Regions from separate parts of the Pan troglodytes genome. Here region 1 is linked to region 2. A link is a contact called in public HiChIP or PLAC-seq data. All regions are on one chromosome and are shown on one strand. The core of a region is the stretch at or near the end of the contact, and the rest is flanking DNA. Distances in the headings are between cores, read along the strand shown.

Evidence for each region. HiChIP or PLAC-seq counts read pairs in DNA pulled down with a chosen protein or histone mark.
Region 1: an H3K4me3 HiChIP or PLAC-seq map of stem cell-derived excitatory neurons shows a contact between it and region 2, with 2.7 times the contacts expected there. The contact joins the promoter of FERRY3 here to the promoter of PARP11 in region 2. A contact is called at or near these places in 1 of 7 Hi-C or Micro-C datasets (stem cell-derived neural progenitor cells) and 1 of 1 datasets of contacts at active chromatin or transcription factors (stem cell-derived excitatory neurons).

The regions. Positions count from the first base shown.
Region 1 is chr10:11,708,573-11,715,352 of NHGRI_mPanTro3-v2.0_pri, forward strand. It overlaps FERRY3 (FERRY endosomal RAB5 effector complex subunit 3), which reads right to left and starts at 4,839. Exons shown (of 14, transcript NM_001280362.1): 1 at 4,747-4,839; 2 at 2,362-2,564; 3 at 504-649. The coding sequence starts at 2,539. RAD51AP1 (RAD51 associated protein 1) reads left to right here and starts at 5,071. Exons shown (of 9, transcript XM_508941.9): 1 at 5,071-5,294. The coding sequence starts at 5,278.
Region 2 is chr10:11,045,336-11,051,237 of NHGRI_mPanTro3-v2.0_pri, forward strand. It overlaps PARP11 (poly(ADP-ribose) polymerase family member 11), which reads right to left and starts at 2,385. Exons shown (of 9, transcript XM_016922812.4): 1 at 2,074-2,385. LOC134807542 (a long non-coding RNA gene) reads left to right here and starts at 726. Exons shown (of 2, transcript XR_010148242.1): 1 at 726-816.

The DNA.
Region 1 (6,780 bases), core at 3,589-6,088, 670 kb after region 2:
ATGATATGATGTGACTACACAACAATAATGAAGATAAGTTTATAAAAGTAAACCAAAGGTTAAATGAATACTATTGCTGATTTAGGGTTGCCAGATAAAATACAGAACACTCGCTTAAATTAGAATTTCAGATAAATAGTGAAAAATTTTTTTTAGTATAAATATGTTCCATGTAATATGTTGATATACTAAAAAATATTCATTTATCTGAAATTCTAACTTAACTGGGTGTCCTATATTTTTAATTACTAAATCTGGAGACCCTGTGCTGGTGAGATATATGCAAGTAGCCTCTTGTTTTACAAAGGTATTACATAAATAGCATTTTGTCTTATGTGCTCACCCTGATATAGGAAGCATAGAAGCAGCAACATATACATTATAGAATATTGTATGTGGAGAAAAAGGATCTTATAACGATTTCAGGATTACCACAGCATTTTAAAAATTTTCACCAAAATCCAGAATATCCTTGAAATTTACAATCTGACCTATTTTCTTACCTCAGCATAAGCTTTGGCCCATGTACTCGCCAGCTGATGTAAATCTACTTCACCTGATTTCACAGCTGCCAGGGATGCTTCAGCATCTCTATCATAATCGCTGAGGGATTCTTCTTCTATAAACTGAGTCAGAGCTTCTTTTAAGTCTGTTACAGGGACATCAAACACCATCATCAGCAAAATCCAGGTATAAATAGGGAATATTTTACTTGGCTGAGAATTCCAATGTGAAATCTTATTTTTAAATTTTTATTTTTTATTTAGAGATGGGGTCTCTCTCTCTGTTACACAGGCTGGAGTGCAGTGGCATGATCACAGTTCACTGCAGCCCTGAATTCCTGGACTCCAGTGATCGTCCCACCTCAGCCTCCCGAGTAGCTGGGACCACAGGTGCATGCCACCATGCATGGCTAATTTTTGTATTTTTGGTAGAGATAGGTCTCACCATGTTGCCTAGGCTGGTCTTGAACTCTTCAGCTCAAGTGATTCACCTGCCTTAGCCTCCCAAAGTGCTGGGATTACAGGTGTGAGCCACCTTGCCCAGACATGAAATTTTATTTTATCAAGCTGATACTCTTAATAGAATCTCCAACTAAAATGAAATCAGCTTAGGGGATCATTTAACTAATTTCATGATTATTTTCCTTTACTATTACAGGCTATTGCATAGAGAAAGGTCAAAAGTCTTAACTCTTACGTATTCCCTTGATACTAATAAAGTAATGTTACTTTCTTAAGCCTGATATTTCAGTTTGAAACCAAGTGGGTATAAGGACATAAAGAAAATGCTACAGATTTTGAAGGTCTGAACATTACTGTATTTACATTAAAAAGAGTTTTCCATGTAACTTTAAAGGGTACATTGTTACATCCTTTGAAAGAGAAGTTAAATGACTAGCTTATTAACACATTTAACTCAGATGACTGACCGATTTCAGTTTTACAGACACCACTTAGAGAATGATATAACGGAAGAGCACTGAGAGAGAAGTTAGGACACCTGTGTTCTGGCTTTGGCTCTATTATTATCACTATGTTCGTGACTTTAGACAGTGGTTCACAATCTTAATGTGCATTAGAAACCCCTGGAGGCCTTATTTAAACAGACTGCCACATGCTACCCTAGTTTCTGAATCAGCAGAAATGGGATGCAGCCCGAGAATTTGCATGTCTAACAAGCTTGCAGGTGATGCTGTTGCTGCTAAATGATTAGAAACCATATTTCAAGAACCACTGCCTTGGGTAAATAATTTAACCTCTTTATGTTCCAGTTTCCTTGTTTGTACAATGTGATTGGGCTATAAAGTTTCTAGGTTCTCTTATAACTCTAACCTGTGATCTAACATATTCTGAATTTTAAATTTTTCCTAGACTGTGAGATAGAGCACAGACCTTTAAAAACGGTTTAATACATATAACTTTATAAAACTAATTTAGGTAAGCAAAGACTATTCAAAAATTAGTACACTTTCTGTTCTATGGCATCTCAGAAATTAATGACCAGATTATTAAAAGGGCAACCAATTTAGCACTATAATTCTATTAGCACAATTAGCGATAGCTAAACTGCCTTATAACTTCACCCAACTAAATTCAGAAGAGCTCCTCTAATTCCCAACTTTGTAGCTAATTTTTCATTATAAAATCTAATTTTTATATTTTGTAAACAACTACCACTTATAGGAAAAAACACTCAATAAAAGAAAGCTCTGGAGAAATGTTTTTATTCTTGGAATCAGTTCCTATGTTATGGCTGTTTCCAAAGCTTCTTAGGTTTATGCTTTCTAATATGAAACTTCTAATGACAGACTATTGAAACTAATAAAGTGGTGATACTTAAAAAAAAATCAGTCCTCACCTTTTTCTATAAAGCACGGTAAACTGTGCAGCAGCATCAGACGTCCATGTAAATGACTGGCATTCTCTTGAACAGGAAATCTGAGTGGCACTCTCAGTTCTAAGCACTGACTTCCTACTTTAAATTTATATACAAATTCTCTCTCTCTATTGCAGAATCTTTCTCTGTTTTTCTTCATATTCTTTGACAGGATTTCTACAGAACTAACAAAAAAGCAGTAGGTTATAAGTCCATAAAGAAATTATGTTTCATTATTGCTGTCCCACTTCTAAGAAAACATTCCACCATTGAAGAGATTTTGTCTACGAGCCAATTATTCTAGTTTTTCCCAAGTGTTTATCCCTGTACTTCCATCTTCATGATGAAAACAAAGTGCTTCTTAAAAAAAAAAAAAGACACTTTGTTTTAAACTTGATTTAAGAAAAAAAATTATGGCCATAAAGTACTTTATATTCCAAGGCAGGGTTCTCAATAATAGGGAAGGACCATTGAGAGAAGAGCAGAGAGAATTCTTAGGGAGAGTTCATGGGTGGGGAAATACAAAGCTTAAGAAACCGTTGGTAAAAAGAAAGTCAAAGAAGCAGATCAGGGACCAAGGAGTGATCCTGGAGAACTTAGAGGTTGTGGTCATGAGATCCGACTGGGGGAAGGGGAGTAAGAAAGTGTTAGAAAGATTTCCATGTGGGAAGAAGATACACAGAAAAGGGAGAGTACAGGACCTCCACTTCCAGCCCACACCCCAAAGGCAAACTAGACACTACTAAGGAAGAAGAAAATCTAGTTAAAGGCAGTAAGAATCAACATCAATTAAAGATTTATTTATTCATCAGCCTTGTAACTGGACTTCCTATGGCTAGGCTTTCTCCCATCAAATCAGTTCTTACATTATTTTCTACACTGAAGTTATAGTAATCTTCCTTTTTAAAAAAGGAATATACTTATCTGATCATGTTGTTCATCCGCTTAAAAACTTTCTATGACATTCCATTGCTCTCAGGATAAAATGTAAACTCCTTATCCCAGTTTACAGCACCCCTGCTTATATTTCCACTCTTCTCTCAGAAACTGCACCTCTCCTTCCTAACACACAAATTCACAAATCTTATTTTCCAGCCATTCTGAACTTCTGTCAACACCAAACTTCTCTTTCCATGCCGAATCTTTTTGAATGCCTTTTCCTTTGCCTAGAGCACTCTTACTGATCTTAATTTCGTTGGATAACAATTGATAATTCTTCAGGTCTCAGTTAAGCCTCTAGGAAGACTTATCCAACTCCCTAAAACTGGATTGGGTCCCGACAGGCTCTCATATTAGCCTGGACTTATTTGAATCATGGCACTTATCACGCTCTATTTCTTACTCTTGGCTAGAAAACAGTCTTCTTGAAGTGGAAGGAATACTGTCTTGTATTCCATATATTAGGCAGGATGTTGCGAATGGCAAGAACTAATAAATAATTGTTGGATTGTATGGCGTTTTTATTTTATGGTGCTCACTGGAAAAATAAAGAACAAAAAATTATTCATACGGTTCTTTAAAAAGATATCACCTGAAATATAAAAAAAACTCAAAGGACTTTTGTACATGTCGTGGGGCGGGGCTAAGTTGAATTATCCAGACTATATTTTCAAATCTGTATGTAGGCTATACACAAAAATCTTCGTCTATTTCACCATAATGCAAAGAGATAGGGTATTTGTTTTATTCAGAAAGAATTAAAATTAAACGTAAAGCAATACAAATTTTTATGTTAGAAAACTACCAAAACTACATAAATGTCTATTCTATGATGTAGAAATTTCATTCCTAAGTATATATCCAAATACACACACACGCATATGTTCGCTAAAGTACACCCAGAAGGATGCTCATATAAGTTTTATTTATAATACCCCAAACTGGAAACAACCAAAATGCGTATTAGTAGGAGAATAGTAAACTTGTTTATTTTATCAGATAAATACTACACAGCAAAAAAGAATCAACCACTGATAAATGCAAAAATATGAATGAATCAGGAATGTTGAAAAAAAAAGAGAAGGCAGACACAAAAGCTCTGGTTCAACATTTAGACTTGTGTTTCAAGAAACTGATAACTTTAGTTCTTTCTCCTCTCGCTCTTTTTTCAGACTAATGGTCTATCCTGAAGCCTTGGTTCAGTTTTAGCAACCGTGAAATCCAGGAAGGTTTCCCATAAGAAAATGGGATGGGAGGAGGTCTGGACCGAACACACACAGCCAACAGAGCGGAGGCTCTGAGGCTCACATTAATCAGGGAAAAGGAAGACAGACGGTCGAGCTGAGAAACTTCAGCCGGGTGAGGGGACTAATCCCTCTGTAACGGTTGTCAGTCTGAAAGGGCATCCTCACTCGGTTCTGGACTCACCTCGTCTAGTTCCGAAGTCCTGGGCAGTCCGCTCACTCGAGCTGTCAGCGCGTCCTGCACGGGGAAACCAGCTGACTTGCCGACATACTTTTTCCACCCCGCGGATCCGCGAACGTAGATTCGCCACATCCTTTTCTATTTCCTGGCATCTTGTAGAAAATTTCTCAGTCCAAGTGCCTCTATGTCCCAACGTGTTTCAATTTAACCATTTGAAAGGTGCAATAAGGTGTATTTCTATTGTTATTCTGTAGTTCAGAGACAGGGCAAATCCGCCGTTGTGACGAAAGTGCAGGGACAAAGCACAAACTCGGCTCTCGTGGACCGGATACGGAAAAGCGGTGCCTTGGGGAGGGCGGGAGCAAATTCGCTTTCCCCACAGCGCGTGCGCCGCCGCAAGCATGGCTGGTGATGATTGGACGACTGGTAACAGGGGGCGGAGGGCTCCGAAGTCTGGTTTTGGGCGGGAATTGAAACCGCCGCTGAAGCCGACAAGAATTTGAGAACTGTAAATACCAAGCCTTGAAAGGGACCATGGTGCGGCCTGTGAGGTGGGTAGTTCCTGACATTCGTCGGGGGTGGGAAGAAAACTAAGGGAAAAGACATGAGACTAAGGGGAAAGGATCGAGTAAGACCGGAGGGCAGCGATGGTGGGGTTAGGATGGACGGTTATCAAGAACCCAGTCTCCAGTGAGAGCCACCCGTTGCTCAGAAGTATCCTAGCATCGTAGCTTTTTCCTTCTCTTTGCCTCCCTTCACAACCGTCGCCGTTTCTTTCACCAAGACCTTGTTAGCGTTTGAACAGCGCTTTACATTTCACCGAGCGCCCAATTATGTGTTATTTTATTTGTTCATCACTGTAGTTATTTGATATAGAAAGAGTAAGCATTCCTGTTGTATTGATTTAACATTTCTACGTATAGAGGGTAAGTTATCTGAGTCATACAGCCCAGTAAGTGGCAGGGCAATACTCAAACCTAAGTCATCTCACTCCAGATCCTCTGTGCTTTCCATCGTGGTATTAGAAACGATTCTTCTATTTACACAGTTGAGTGCCATGGAAGCCTATAGTTATCCATTCATTTAGTAAAGTTATTGAATATATTCACTTCTTTAATGTACGAGGTGCTGGAGGTTACATTCTAGTGGGAGGTGAGGTTAGGGGGCCGAAAATAAGCCTCGAAATATGAGAGTGCGAAAGAGGAAAGCACTACTTTAAATATAGTAGTTAATATGTGACTCTGAGGCGATAATACATGCACTGAGTCATGGATCAGGGTAGAGGGAATAGGAACCAAGGCCCCATCCTTGACCATATTTTAGAGACAGTCTAAAGCTGTAGGATTAACAAGCAGTGGGGAGAATCGTAGGGGGATTAGGCCAGAGAAATAGGCAGGTGCCAGAACAGATAGGGTCTTGTAAGTCTTAGAAAGGAGTTTAGGTTTTATTTTAAGTCAATGGGAAGTCAGTGGAGGGTTTTAAGTAGGGGAGAGATATCTAAGTTTGCTTTTATAAAGGTCACTGGCTGTTGGTGGAGAATAAATGATGGATAGGGTGACCAGAACGGGAGCAGGAAAATCAGGTATTATATCACTGGAGAGCGGTTTGGGATAGGGTATTATTAGTGGGCATGGAATGGAACAGATGAATTTGGGATGTATTTCGGAGGCACTGTGGACAGAACTTGCTGATGAAGTAGATGTACAGGTAAGGGAAAGAAAGAATCAGAGATGACTCCACAATAGTTTTGGTCTGAGCTACAGGATGGATGATCTTTGTATTAAGATAGGGAAGACTAGGAAAAGGAAGGTTAGGAGGTGTGAGGGATCAAGATTTCTGTTTCGAACATGCTGAATTTGAAATGGGTTTTAAGCATCCAGGCAGTGGAGTCATAATCCCTTTGTAAAGAACAGCAGTTGTTAAAGTATGGTCTGCAGACCTCTGGGGGTCCCTGGAAACTTCTCTAGAGGTCTATGAGGTCAAAACTCTTTTCATAACAATACTAAGATATGATTTGCCTTTTTCGCTGCTTTGTCA
Region 2 (5,902 bases), core at 1,135-3,634:
AACTTTCTAACTTATCTGGAAATATATTCCAGAAATGAGAGGGGAAGAATACTGATTATAGGAAATTATTGCAAATATGGACATTAGGGGTTATTAAAGTAAATTTACGCAGTTATCTCAGCATAGGAGTAGTTTCTGATGTTTCATATACAATTATGCATTGCATAAAAGGTTTCAGTCAACCATGGATCGCATATACAACAGTGGTCCCAAAGATTGTAATACTTTATTTTACTGTATCTTTTCTATGTTTAGATACATAAATACTTTCCATTGTGTTACAAATGCCTACAGTATTCAGTACAATACTATGCTGTACAGATTTCTAGGTTAAGAGCAATAGGCTATTCCATATAGCCTTAGGTGTGTAGCAGGCTTATGAAAGTACACTCTATGATGTTGGCACATTGAAAAAAATCACCCAGCAACGAACTTCTCAGAACATATCCCCATTGTTAAGAGGCGCACGACTGTATTTAGTCCAACAACTTGCTGAAATGTGATTCTGCCATTTTTCCAGTCAACTCCTAAGTTTTAAATACCATACATCTGCCACCTTACCAGGCAGTTTCAACCATAACAACAGAAGAATACTCTGGGCAAATAGATCCCACTCTCTGAGGGTTGTGTTGGGGCTCAGAAAATACTACCCCGAAGTATGACACTTTGGCATGCTGAATACTTTGAACTAAAAGAGACTGGAAGGCCTCAGAAGCAGCCTCGGAAGCAGCCTCTCCCTCTGATCTCTTGCCCTTCTGTCTCCTGCCCATCTTTCGTCCCAGAAGTGAGTTACAGAAACCAGAATTCTTCCCCAAGGTGAGTGATAGAAACTAGGATCCCTCTCCTACAAAGCAAACCATAAAAACTGGAACTATTAAGCTTCCCTGCCATTCTCTGTAGGAACTGGCCATAAAGAAATTCTCTAACCTACCTTGCCTGATAGTAGGTCGCTAAGACCCTCATTCCAGAAGGGTCCTTCCTCCTCCGTAGGAGGAAGAAATGATACACAGAGAGGCCAAGAAGAATCTGAACAAACAGACCTTGCTGGGTTTCCTTCCTCAGTTTATTAACATTAGAGTATATCCTTTGTCCAATCACATTTTTACACAGTTGTCTATTCTTCATGGGTCCTACGCCTAAAAACAGAGATCTCCCTGGTCTCTGAAGTGCCTGGTGGTGTAAAACTTTGATTAGATTTGCTCTGCTTTTACCTTGTTAACCTATCTTCTGTTTTAAGGAGTGGTGGCTGTGATCCTTACAATGGGTGGTGAGGAAAGGTACTAAACTTTTCTGCCCCTGCGTTGCACTTTAAATAAATAAATGTATAAAAGCAAAGTAGACAAAGACACATGAAGTCATAATGAAAATACCAGAGTCAGCCAAGGAAGAAGGCAGACTTGCAGTTGAAATGCTCCAGATCACTTTGTCCACCGAACGAAAACATCTAAGAACATACAGTCCATACTCCAAGTTTTAAACGACTGTCCACCAAGAAGGGAAAAGGAGAACTGATGGCTCCTCTTAGGCCCATTCAAGACAAGGGGGTCCCAATTCCCTTGCTTTAGACTGGTGGGACTGGCAGGTAAACCTGAGGCAAATGACTGACTACAGGTTCCAAGGCCAGTTACTCCAATTAGAAAGCAAAACACAAAGTTTCAAAAAACAGTGAAGGCAGTCGGGAGGCTGAGGCACGACAATCGCTTTAACCCGGGAGACGGAGGTTGCGGTGGGCCGAGATCACGCCACTGCACTCCAGCCTGGACAACAGTGCGAGACTCCGTCTCAAAAACAACAACAACAACAACAAATGGTGAAGGGATGAGGCTGAAACATCACGGGAAGTAAAATAAATAATTGTAACAAGAAAACAACAAAGCATTGGAGAATCCACCCAGGCACTTCCACTGCTTAAAAAGGTACAGACTGCAGAAGCCAAAAGGCCCAGGAACTCCGGTCCCGGAACTCAACACCCAGACTGAAGCGAGCGCGGGGAAGCAGTTCCGGTGACCCCCTCCCGCCCCTCTCTCATCAACCCCGCCCCCTGGGCCCGCCCCGTCCCGCCCGGCTACTCACTGGATTCGCTTCCCACATAACGGTGACAAAATCGAGCGGAGAGAGCCTGTGGGAAGGGGCTAGCCGCGGGGCCTGGGTGTTGGATTTTTTTTTTCCCGCGGGTCCCCGGGAGCGAAGGGACGGAGATGCAACCTTTACGAAGGCCTTCCTTCTCCCCCTCCCTGTCACAAGCCAGCGTTTACAGACCACCCAACCTCCCGACTTCCGCCCGACGTTGGCCAGTCAGATCTGTCTCCGCCCCACTCCCACAAGCTCGCCCCGCCCCTGCACGCTTATCCGTACGCGCGCGGGCGGTCGTCCTGGGCGGGGCTTGCGAGTCTGTGTCTGACGAAGGAGTTTAAAGGGTTTCTGGTCCAACTGTATCACCCAGTGATCTTAAAGCCACGGCTGGCTGTATTTCTTTCCTATGAAACAAATTTTTATTGATCACCGTGTAACGGCCAAGAGTCACACAGGCCTGGCAATGGCATTTGGGAGAAACTTCATAATCTTTCAATATCTTCATCCTCAAAATGGAGATGGTAGTAATATCTCCCTAAGAGTGAGATTATTGAAAGCATTTAGCACAGTATTTGGCACACAGAGTTCAATAAGTGACGGTTATTTGCTCACAAGGGAACCTTTACATACTATCCCTGCCCTCAAGATTTTATAATCTAGAAAAGAAAGCAAAAAGTAGTTTAGAAAAGTTAAAAAGTGCAATATGATTTATAGGTAATATGGTGAATAGAGAGTGCTATGCGAGCATATTTACCTAGAGTAGAGTGTCAGGAAAGCTCCCTCAAGATGTTTAAAACCATGAGGATGTATTCCTACTGATGTAAAGAGAGCTGACAGAGTGAAATAATCTTCCATGCAACAAAGGATCTACCCCATAGGAAATGAAAATTAAACAGCTCATTATAGATCCTTCTGGACTTTTCTATGCCTCTACACATTGAAAAAAATGTAATCAAAGAATACCTATAGATTTAGAACCTGATTTTTTTTTTCACTTTAAAGATTATGTGGCTATCCTTCCATTCCATTAAGTTTAAATCTGTTTCATCATTTTATTTATTTATTTAGGCAGAACCTCACTCTGTCGCCCAGGCTGGAGTGCAGTGGCGCCATTTTGGCTCACTGCAACCTCCGCCTCCCGAGTTCAAGCGATTCCCGTGCCTCAGGCTCCTGAGTAGCTGGGATTACAGATGTGCGCCACCACGTCCAGCTAATTTTTGTATTTTTAGTAGAGACAGGTTTTCGCCGTGTTGGCCACGCCAGTCTCGAACTCCTGACCCCAGGTGATCCACCTGCCTTGGCCTCCCAAAGTGCTGGGATTACAGGTGTGAGCCATCTTGCACCCGGCCATATTTTAAAGTAGACTCATGGCATTCCATAACTTATGTGTATACTACGTACACACAAATAGACACACACATTTGAAATAATCTACTGAATAGACATTTGAGTGGTTTTCTATTTTTCACTATCCCAAAAAAATCCTTCAACAGGCATTTCTTCACATTTGTCCATTTACTTCTTGGAATTAATTCTTGGAAATAAAATAGTTTAATAAGAGATTGTTTTTGCCAAATGGTTGACCAGTTGCCCCCATGTCATTTAGTGAATATTCTTTCCTCACTACTTTGAAGTGCCACTGTTAATTACAACCTAAATTTGCATATACATATACATAGGTATACATACACATATATATCTGTTTCTGAACATTCTCCTCTATTAATTATCTGCTTATTCCTAAAATATGCCACAGTTATTACATATTTAATATATTTGCCTTTTCATAAAGGAACCTCTCCTAATTCTCTTCTTTTTCAAAATTTTCAATATCATGGGTCTTTCCATTCAGAAATACTTGTTTTCTGTATCTTTAGTTGCATTAACAATTTTTTTCAGATCTGCATCAGCATCTGTAAAAAAAAAAAAAAAAAATCACATAGGTTTGCATAATCCTTGGGAAGTTTGTTCCTAGATATTTTATAGTTTTTTTGTAAGTGAGATATTTCTTATTGCTGTAATTTAGGAAAGCTATTGATTTTTGTTTATTTACTTTGTATCCTACCACACTATGAAAAAATGTCTTGTTAGTTCTAATAGCTTGACAGCTCATCTCTATGAATTTGTACACAGACAATCATTATCACCTGCAAATAATGCATTTATTTCTTCCTATTGCATTGGTCAAAACATCAGAAAAATGTTTAAGACTACAGGACAAGATAATGGATATCCAGCTTTAATGCAGTAAGGCAAGCATGTGCCCATTTGGTGCTAGTGCTAGTTGGTATTCTTTTTTTTTTTTTTTTTTTTTTTTTTGAGATAGAGTCTCACTGTGTCGCCCAGGCTGGAATACAGTGGCACAATCTGGACTTACTGCCACCTCTGCCTCCTGGGTTCCAGCAATTCTCCTGCCTCAGCCTCCCGGGTAGCTGGGACTACAGGCACATGCCATCATGCCTGGCTAATTTTGTATTTTTAGTAGAGATGGAGTTTCACCATGTTGGCCAGGTTGGTCTCGAACTCCTGACCTCAGGTGATCCACCCGCCTCAGCCTCCCAAAGTGCTGGGATTACAGACGTGAGCCACTGCGCCTGCTAGTTGGTGTTCTGAAAATACACTATCATCTTTAAAGAAATTTTCTTCTATCCTGTTTTACTACATGCTGTTAAATCAGGAAAGAGTGCAAAATTTTACCAACTGTCTCTTAGCCTCTATCACTATATTCGTTTTTTACTCTGACTCTTTTATATAATGAATTATGCTCATTGATTTCCTAGTGTTCAACACATTCTTACATTTCTGAAATAAACTCTGCTTTGTCATGTTCTATTATTTTTTGATCAAATGAAAGCCATGCTGGGTTTGATTTGTTAATCTTTTATTTAGGATTAAAATGTATTTATAATTAATAAAATTGGTCCATTGTTACTGATTTTTGTGCTTGTCTGTAACAAGTTTTGGTATCAGAGTAATGCTAGCCTTGAAGAATGAACAGTAGCAGTTTAAGTGATTTAGGAACTAGCTCTTCCTTGAAGTTGGAAGTGAATTTTTACAAAGCAGGTTTAACTAGAAAGGTTAGAGCCAGGTCCTCAATCTTTTGTGAGGCTGGAGCTATACTTTGTTTTCTTGAAGATGTGGAGTTGCCTGAGCTGGTGGTAGGAGAGTGGGATGGAGAGAACACAACTGGTTTGAGTACATATTGAGTGAACAATTCCTTAAAATATAGTGCTCTATACCTAAGTAACATGAAGGGAAGTGAAAACGGCTATATGAATTTTAGTGATTTTTTTTGCTTATTTTTACTGCTTTAGGACCACTGAGTTAAACAGCAAGTATTGGAAGCGTCCTTAATGATTATTTAGCACACACAAAGTATTTAAACTTTTTAAAATAAATGGCCACTATTTTAAAACTGGGAAATTTCAAATTTAATAACATGGGCCTCCAGTTTTGCTTTCACACTGTATTCCCATATGTCAACAACTGACTGAAGCCATGTTGACTCCTTTAGACTGGGAATGGGCTGTCAGTCTCGTTTAAATTACCTCCCTAGGCCCTTTTAGGTATTTGGGCTTATACCCAATGAGACACCTCTTATCTTGCTGAGGCAACATAATAGATCTAGGACTTTCTAAAATATCCTCACAGAAAACAACTTTACCGAACTCTCCCATAACTTACTCAAGAGTGAGCTCCATCATTGTAGCCCAAACTCTTGTGGTCTTTAGCAGATGATGGCAGTTCCCCCTTATCTGCAGGGGATACATTCCAAGACCCTCGGTGGCTGCATGAAACCACAGAAAGTACCAAACTTAGTATACACTTT